Linked DNA regions of Oryctolagus cuniculus: region 1 is linked to region 2. A link is a contact called in public Micro-C data. All regions are on one chromosome and are shown on one strand. The core of a region is the stretch at or near the end of the contact, and the rest is flanking DNA. Distances in the headings are between cores, read along the strand shown.

The links. Hi-C and Micro-C count contacts between places; a contact is called where the count stands out from the background.
Region 1: a Micro-C map of ear pinna shows a contact between it and region 2, with 2.7 times the contacts expected there. The contact joins two enhancer-like sites. A contact is called at or near these places in 3 of 6 Hi-C or Micro-C datasets (ear pinna, psoas muscle and an unstated tissue).

What each region holds. Positions count from the first base shown.
Region 1 is chr19:39,528,835-39,533,460 of mOryCun1.1, reverse strand. All of the region lies in intron 12 of RNF216 (ring finger protein 216), which reads left to right. Among named protein-coding and RNA genes, the nearest start is that of FSCN1, 53 kb to the right of the region's middle. Within about 2 kb of position 2,605, at least 2 of the 8 cell types and tissues checked have an H3K27ac peak or open chromatin away from gene starts, as enhancers often do. A contact at or near this core is called in ear pinna, where this site is marked.
Region 2 is chr19:39,464,203-39,468,923 of mOryCun1.1, reverse strand. No RefSeq gene overlaps it. Among named protein-coding and RNA genes, the nearest start is that of FSCN1, 11 kb to the left of the region's middle. Within about 2 kb of position 1,518, at least 3 of the 8 cell types and tissues checked have an H3K27ac peak or open chromatin away from gene starts, as enhancers often do. A contact at or near this core is called in ear pinna, where this site is marked.

The DNA of each region.
Region 1 (4,626 bases), core at 1,356-3,855, 63 kb before region 2:
ATTTCCCTCCTGAGCTCGTGGAATCCTGTCTCTGTGTTTTGCTTACGTAACGCATCAGAGTCCCTTATCCTCCACTGTAACTTCCAGGACAGTGGGGCTTTGCTTTGTTCATGTTACTTTGCAGTGCCTGGAGCAGGACTGAATCTCTACTAGGAATTCAATACCTGCCTTTGGACTGTTCTATAAATTCCCACATCCTGACATTGCTGAGGTGTTGGTATAGTCCCCTGGTTTTGTTAAGGCATCCAAAGAAATAGTCGTCAGTATTTGAGTAACTGCTACAAAGGAATTGGTATTTCTGCTTGTAGTTCTTTTGAAGGTAAAATTCTTTTGAAGGTAAAATTGAGCCAGTGTTTATTCCAGAAAAACTACCTGTTGCCTTAGAAGTCTTGTAAAAAGCAGACAGCTGTGGTCACGGTGAGGCTGGCTTTCGTGCACCTAGATCAGGGCACCCCTAGGGGGCAGCATTGTCACAGAAACCTCGTTTTAAGCCGCCTGCTGGAATTTGCCACCTAATCCTAATGGATTTCAGAGGAAGAAAGGCTGGTCTCCCTAATCTCTCAGAACCTGCTTCTGTACATAGAAACAGTAGGGTCCGGAGCACACATCACAGTATGTTTATGTGTGCTTGAGAAATCAGAAAATATTTGAGAACAATACGAAATTGTCCCCAGAAAACCCCTTCCTCAAGGCTAGAGAGTGTGTTGGTCTTTGTAGGGGTTTTCAGAGCTGTTTCCTGGCCACGCCCTAGTGTGAATTTCTGCTTTAGAAATAATATAGTTCTCTTGCCTCCTAGGGATGATTTATTCGTAGGGAAGGAGAGAAGTCTCCTGTGTGGAGAGCTTGGCTTCTTAGACAGACATACTGGGTAACTGTAATGTACCATTACACAGTGCAGATTGAAATACTGCTTGTCCTGCAAGAGCTGGGCCAGGCAGGCTAGACTGTCTTGTTCCCAGGGTGTAGAGGGAACAGGGGTCTGTCAGCAGCGCTGAGACTGTCCTCCCTCTGCCCTGAGAGGGCCCCCAGGCAGCACCTGGGAGACTGTGGTTTCTCGATCCTGATTCCTCCAAACCAGAGGGTCTCTGAGAAGCGTATTTGCAGGGCCACGGTTTGTAGTCAATGAGCTCCGTCTCCACGCTTTGAAATACATGCAGCGCTTTCTCGTGCTCCTGGGAGCGTTTGGTCATGGACGTAGTAACTGCTGTTTGCAGTGAAATCACCAGGCAAGCTGCAGAGGCACAGTGAAAAAGCCAGAACTCATGTGCTCAAGGCTTAGACTAAGGAACTAACCTCACTCAGAGTGTCTTGCATAACTTCATCTTGTGAAAACTACTTTGCATAAGTATAAATATGAAAACTTGGTAGGGAAGAAATAATGTTCTTTTTGAGGGGAAGTGGGTATACTGAAGGGTTTTATTCACCTTTTTCCCATGTGAAATGCGAAAGTCCCAAAATAGGGTAGGGCTCTCTTTGCACGGAGAGAAACATGCTGTGTCTGTCAGCCTTTGTCCCTCTATCATTTGTTACATACTCAGCCCCTTGTGTGGATCACAGGTATTGGGTGGCCCCGGAAATCCAGACTTTACTGAATCATGGTGAGGCGGAGCATAAGCTCCTTGAGGTCAGGAATCCTGCTGTTTATCCACCAGGACATCCCCATGGGACACGTAACAGACACTCAAGGGTAAAACATTTGTATGAACAGATGACAGGCCTGTCTGTAGTGCTCAGCAGGGCATAGTCTGCCTGGCTCCTTAGGGGAGAGAGATGTGGCGTAACCACATCGTCACAAGACACCCATGGAAGCGCTGTGCTGGGGCGCCCACCAGCTGCTCTGGCAGCCCCTGAGAGAGGGCCAGCCTCTGCCCTGGTCAGTTGGATTATCCAGAGCCCCCGGTAGTTGAAATGAGAACTGACGAGCAGGCACTGCCAGAGGAGGCCATGGAGGGTACCGTGGGTGTGGACGCTGTCGGGGCCAGCTCTGCCAGAATGGGATGCTGGCTGCATAAGCCCACCGTGAGCTAGCTCTCTGAGCTCCCTTCTCTCTGCTGGCCAGATCGTGCCACCGTTCACTTGCACTTCTCAGCATGGAACACTTCTGCCACGCTGCCTTCAGGGTCAAGCTGAAACACCACCTCTGTACCAGGCCTCCCTGGACAAACCAGTGTTGTGTGCACACTCCCAGGACGCACTTCGTTGTCAGAGTATGCAGTAGTTTGTGGGTTTGTACAGCCTGAAGGTCACCTCTACAAGGACAAAGATTTCCTTTTACGCACCAAGTCCTTTGCAGAGATCAGAGCACGGAAAGCGTGGTGTTGGTTCAAAGGGGTGGGGGTGAGGAAGTAAGAGAGTTCTCACTCCTTCCAGTGCAGAAATCATCTCCTTTACCGTTCTCTCTCTGAACAAAGCCTTGACCCAGGACACCTTGGAGGTGTGCTAGTCTCCAGCAGTGTTGTTGAGAAATCTTAATATTCCTGGGCCTGGCCACCTCTGAGGAGTAACTGACAAGTGTTTACAAGGAAGGATCCAAGACTGGAGGAGGGAGTGGCTGAGTCATTGAGATCCAGGCCTGGCATGGAGAGCTCACACTGAGCCTGTCTGTTTATGTGTGTAATAGAAGTCTAAAAATACTCTTCCTTCTGCTGCTGCGCCAGACAGGCAACTGGCTGAAGGTGGCAGGAACAGCTACTTCCTCGCGTGTGTCCGGTCTGAGATCGCGCTGTGATTAGCAGATTCCTATCATTATCAGTGAGAACAGGCGTCTGGCTTAATCCCATTCCACCCTGCCTCTTACCGGGTCTTTCCCAGCTCTCCAGGAAGCACAGGGGAGCGGGTGTCCTGCACAGCTGCAGGGGCCGTCCATGCCTCTGGTACCCTGGCGCTTGCTTACACGCCGCCTCTCCATTGTTCCTCTGTGGTCTCCTTACACAAGATGCCATTGTAACCTCCGTGCTGGTCTCATAGCCTCGTGCCCTCGGGTCCTCCAGTGAACAATAACCTGTTCTTGCAAGTGAGCCCCCGGCAGTGGGAACATTGCCATGCAGTAGGGACAGTGGGAACTCGTGGATTTGGGCTCAGGCACAGCTGTGCAGCCTCAACCAATTTAGTCTTGACTCTCTGGCCTTTACTTTTTCATTTGCATGAGAAATATATTGGGATAATGGTCCAGTACTTCCCTCAGAGTATGGCTGTGAAGATGGAGTGAAATGTATATGCAAAGCATCTTTGGGGAAGATACGTTGGTTTTCCAGGACTGGCAGCTCTCATTTCTATCTAAATAAATAAATAAATAAATACTCATCCTACAGGAAACCTGGGCTGGGACTGCAGGAAGCAGGAGGGACCCTTTGTAAGGATGCTTCCAGCACACTGACGATATAGCGGTGAGCAGCTCACCTTAAAGGACAAAACAGCTATTTACTTTAGAATGAAAATATAATACTAAAGCCCCTTCCTAATGCATCATCAGAAAATGTGGTCCCCTTTTTCTTTACAGAGAAAGGCGGGTGCGCTGCCATTTTCCCCACCACAGTTCGGCCTCACCCCTGTCAGGCTCTTATTGGCACAGCCTGATTCAGTCGGGAAGTAGACAGTGGGTTATGGCCTCATTTGGGGAGACTTTTCGGGAAGTCTAAACCAGCATCAGATCTGGACTCTGGGACTGGTTCCCAGAGACGTCATTTACCTGACCCCGGTTTGAAGAGGGGGTTGCCACAGGTCTGCACCCCAGTGAGCCCCCATCTTTCTGACCACCAGCTGCCAGAATGATCTTTGGAAATGCGAGTCAGATCATCCCACTCTCCACCCTTAAACTCCTCTCCAGGTCCTCCCCCACTCCACCTCACCCCCACGGCAGCTGCGCAGGGATCCTGAAGACCTCCCTGGAGGTCCAGCTTCCTGGTCATCCTGATCTCAGCTTTCCCTGCCCGCTTTGGGCTCCAGCCACTGGCTCTCAGTTTTTGCCTCCCTTCATCTAAAGCCTTCAGGCCTCCTTCCCTCTCCTGCATAGCTGGCTGGCTCCTGCTCAGCCCTCCAGGCCAACCTAGATGCCCGTCTTCCGGTCCCCAGCCTTCTTAAAGTCTGCTGCCACGTAGGCGCGGTGCAGAGCGCTGCCTGTGAGATGCCCCGTCAGGGTGGTAGGTGCAGCGTCTGTTCTTCACTAGAACCTGAGCTGGAGGGGAAAACCCAGCTTCTCATACAGTGGTAGAAATGTCATGTACAAATGCGTATCGTATATAAATAGCCTGTACAAGTGATAAAAATATCAACAGATGTGGGGAGAGTGGCTGGGGAGTAGTGAGCTTGTCTAGAATTAAACTCACGTCTACCTCCCACCGGCTCACAGATATGCCCAGCGGCCTACCGCTTGATCTGCGTTTGTGCTTCCTCCAGCACCTCTGGGGTCCGCAGTCGGACACCTCAACACCTGGGCTTCTCTCGCATTCTCACCTCTCCCACTTGCTTCTCTCTCTCTCTTCTTAGTTTTGAAAGGCAGAGTGACAGAGCTATCACCTCCTGCTTCCCAGAGTGCACATTAGCAGGAAGCAAGATCAGAAGCAGAGCCGGGTTGAACCCAGACACTCGAATGTCAGCCAAGCTGCTGCACCGCCACACCAGCCGCTG
Region 2 (4,721 bases), core at 269-2,768:
TACAGGGGCCCAAGCACTTGGGCCATCTTCTGCTGCTTTCCCAGGCCACAGCAGAGAGCTGGATGGGAAGTGGAGCAGCCAGGACTCAAACCGACGCCCATATGGGGTGCCTGCACCGCAGGTGGAGGAGTTGCCTAGTGAGCCGCGGCGCCGGCCGCAGGCAGCAGCTTTACCCACTATGCCACAGTGCCAGCACCAAGTTGGTTGTTCTTTAAAAACTTTTTTTTAAAGGAAAATGGCAGAATGAAAAAGTGAAATGGAAATTAATCGTATATTTTATTATTTAATTAGACCAATTATTGTGTCTAAAATGGGGTCATTTCGGGGCCAGCATTGTGGCATAGAGGTTAAAGCCACTGCCCGTGACGCCGGCATCCCATATGGGGACTTGTTCCAGTCCCGGCTGCTCTGCTTGCTGTCCAGCTCCCTGCTAACGGCCTGGGACAGCAGTAGAAGATGGCCCAAGTGCTTGGGCCCCTGCACCCCGGTGGGAGACCCAGAAGAAGCTCCTGGCTCCTGGCTTCAGCCTGGCCCAGCCCTGGCCGTCTTGGCCATTCTGGGGAGTGAACCAGCAGGAGGGAGCTCTCTCTGTGTAACTATGCTTTTCAAATAAATGAATCTTTAAAAAAAAAAAAAGGCGATCATTTCAGGATGCCATCAACAATCAACGGGACAGTTACCGTCAGGTGTTAGGCCCCTCCCCCACACACTAGGTCCTCTGACCTCGGCAGTCAGGACCCTGTCTGCAGGTGGGGAAATACACCAGGAGCCAAGAAAGAAAACCCTTGGCTAGATTCCTCCCCGCGGGGCCGGGTTAGGGACCAGGGGCTCCGCCGGCTGCCCGCGGCCTCCGGGCACGGTGGGGGCAGGGCCGGGCCCTGGGGCGGGCGCCCTCGCCTGCCGGGAGCTGGCCTGGCTGTGATTGCTGCCCCGGCAGGGCCCCTTATCTCCCGGCTGCATCCGGCAGCCCATTGTCTGGGGAGGAAGAGACCGCCGGCCGCTGAGCAGCCGCCCCTCCCCCAGGCGTCCCCGCCCCCACCGGCCCCTTCCTCCCCTCCCGAAGCCCGGGGCCCGCGCGCCCTCCCTGCCCTACATGCTGGTCCTGGAAAACCCGCCCCGGCTGCATCACGCGCGCATGCGAGGAAGCGCGCGCTCCGGGGGAAAGTGCACGCGGGCAAGAGTTTCTTAGATAAAGCAAAAAACGGAGACTGCCCTTCGTCTTTTTCCCTTTGTCTCTTCCTCTTTCCCTTCCCTTCGCGAACAATCTAGTACTAAAGCCAGCAGCCCCAGGCGGGGCGGTGGGAGGAGCCAGGGTGGCTGCACACAGGTCAGAGCCCAGAGAGTGCAGAGGGGTGGGGGTTACAGGGGGCGGCCTGGGGGCGGGAGCCCCTCCTCTGGGTGGGGAAGGTGGCCCGGTCAGGGGTCCCCAAGCCCTCGGCGGGGGAGGGAGGCATCCTTGAAGCGAGGAAGAGGCCAGAGGCAGGTGCCAGCGGTCATGGGAGACCAGGTACACCCAGGAGGGCCGGGACAATCAGCAGGTGCCTTAGGACAGTCTGGGGCCAGCCCTGTGAGCGCTCAGGGCCGCCTCCTGGCTTGCGATACACACAGCTGGATCTAGGACTCAATGCAGATGGCCGGACAATGTGTGTTCCTAGCTCTGTCCCCAGGAGCACCTCGCGCCTGCACCCCTATTGGCCACACAAGGGATCAGTAACACCTGACGTCCGGGCTGGGCTATGTTGCGGAGCTGGGAGATCAGGAGAGCTCAAAAACCCGCAGGCATCGCGGCCAGTGTTGGGGCGCAGCAGGTCGGGCTGCTGCCTGTGCCTGGACGGGCAACAGTTCGAGTCCCAGCTGCGCCACTTCTGATCCAGCTCCCTGTTGATACACCTGGGATCTTGCCCTCGCTCTGTAACTCTGCCTTTCAAAAAATAAATTTAAAAAATATAATAAATCTTAAAAAAAAGCCTACCCCAGACTCGGGGTTTTCCCAGCCAGTATACAAATGACCAAAAAGCAAATGAGCCAGGTCAGGCTAAACCACAGTGGGTGCCGGCCTCCAAGGCATCAGTGGAGATGCTGCTCCGGACAACGCAACAGCATCCCTTCAAGTGCCCACGTTTGGAGTCCCAGCTCTGCTTTCGATTCCATGGTTCAAGTAGCCCGGGTCCTGACACCCCTGTGGGAGACCCGGATTGAGTTCTGGGCTCCTGGGCTCTGCCTGCTCTAGCCTCGGCTGTTGTGAGCATTTAGGGTCACTGGCTCACAGGTGTGTGTCTCTGTGTGTCTCTCTGTCTTATATAAAATGCTAAAAGGTAAAAAATAGAGTCACAGAACCAGGCATCTCTGAAGCACCCGCCACGCGTGACTAATACCACGTCAGCTTTTTCATGTAGGGATTAGCGCAGGGCCAGCCGAGACTGGCGTGTTGGGAGTGCTTTCCCGGTCTCTCTCCTGGCCATCAGAAGGTCATCACAGCTGGGTGAGCGACCCCAGGACCCCACCTGGACCCTGAGTCTCGGGGGTCCAGGACAGGAGTGCAGTCACAAACAAGGGTGGGTGTCATTTGCTCTAAAATTGTCGGTTGCACCTCAGTAAGGCACAGGAGGCTGACTCACAGCGTGGGTCACCCACATCCCAAGTGGGAGTTTCCCGGGATGAAGCCCCACCTCCACTTTCCCATCCAGCTTCCTGCCAACGCACCTGGGAGGCAGCAGCTGGTGGCCCAAGTCCTTGGGCCCCTGCCAGCCAGGCGAGAGACCCACATGGATTTCCTGGCTCCTGACTTCACCCTGGCCCAGTCTGACTGTTGCAGGCGTTTGGGGGTGAATCAGTGGGTAGGAGATCTCCCTCTCACTCTGCAGATATGTAAAACTTGGGGAAAAAAGACGTCTCAGCCGAGACTTTTTTTTTTTTTTTTTTTTTTTTGACAGGCAGAGTGGACAGTGAGAGAGAGAGAGAGACAGAGAGACAGAGAGAAATTCGGTCTTCTTTTGCCGTTGGTTCACCCTCCAATGGCCACCACGGCCGGCGCGCTGCACTGATCCGAAGCCAGGAGCCAGATGCTTCTCCTGGTCTCCCATGGGGTGCAGGGCCCAAGCACTTGGGCCATCCTCCACTGCACTCCCAGGCCACAGCAGAGAGCTGGACTGGAAGAGGAGCCACCAGGACAGAATCCAGCACCCCGACCGGAACTAGGAGGATTAGCCTAGTGAGCCGTAGCACCGGCCGAGACTTTTTTATTAACACCCAGCTGGCCCAGCATGCAGGCCTGATGATTGTCCCAGGGACCTGTCCCTGGCTCAGCAGATGGGGGTGGGGGATGAGGCCAGGAGCCTTCTCACCTTCCCACTCCCCATTATTGTTTTGGGGGGCTACCCCTGGCCACTGTGTGACTTGGGACAGGTCACTGAACTTTTGTGAACTGCGAGGTTCTCATCGGCAGCCTTCATACTCGAGCGAGTCCACGCACCGCACCCCAGTGTGGAGGACCGAGCAGGGGACAGGGAGGAGCCGGGCACCTGGGGCGGGGGATCAGTTCCTGGGAGGGAATGGAGCCGAGGCCTCCAGCTCGGGGGTCTACACCCCTAATCCCCGAGGTGCGCCTCGGCCCCGATGGGGCGGAGACCCCGCGCTGGCCCAGGAGGGGGCCGCCGACCGGACCCAGCTCTTTGTGCCCCGCTAGGGGGCGTGGCCTTGGGAAGACGCCCCTATCCGAGGAGACCCAGCTCTAGAGAACCAATGGCTGGGCCGTGGGCGGGGCGTGGGCGGGGCTTGCAGAGGACAGGGCGGCGGGCAGTGGGGAGCCTGCGAGCGGTACCCCGGGGGAAGCAGGGCCGGGACCCCGCCGTGTGTGTGCGCGGGGGAGGGGGCAGGACCAGGGCCCGCCTCGGCCTGCGTGCGCTGGGCCACCCGGCGCCCCCAGGTGCCGCCTCCCTCGCTTCCGGCCTGCAGAAGCAGTTGCGGATGGAGGATGCGGCCCGCGACCCCGACGGCTTCCTGTAGGGTGTGGCTTCCGAAATCCCGGGCTGGAGGCTGCTTCCCGGAGTCTCCCGCCCCCGCCGCGCCGCGGGGAGTGCCCCTTGCACCGGCAAACCTCCGCAGCTGCGCCCGGCCGCACCCCGCCGCTCCCTGGGGCCGCCCCGTCGGCCCAGCCTCTGACACCCCAGGGACTTCCTCCACACTCCCAGCCCCGCGTTCTCCCTCCCGCCTCCTGCGGGTGCCCGGGGGCCCTCCCAGCTTCAGGTGTGCGCCGCCGAGGAGCTGAACCGGCCGGCTCGGCGGATTCCCAGGTCCTAGGGGTGTCACGGGACCCCGAGTGTTCCTGGCGCGGGGCGCAGGGTGAGGGGCCCGGAACTGCACCAGCTCACCTGGTGTCCCCGCACCTGTGGCAGGCATCTGGCCAGCCCTGTGGACAACGATGCTGAGGGAGTCACAGAGCCAGGGGCTGGAACCCTGTCACCTCTAGACAGTTACAGAAGCCGGTATTTTTGTTAAAGATTGATTGATTGGTTTACTGATTTGATCTTCCACCTGTTGGTTGACCGCCCAAAAAGCTGCAACAGCCAGAGTTGGCCCTATCTGAAGCCAGGAGCTTCTTCTGGGTCTCCCACGCGGGTGCAGGGGCCCAAGGACTTGGGCCATCTTCCCCTGCTTCCCCAGGCCACAGCAGGGAGCTGGACCGGAAGTGGAGCAGCCGGGACTGGCGCCTACATGGGATG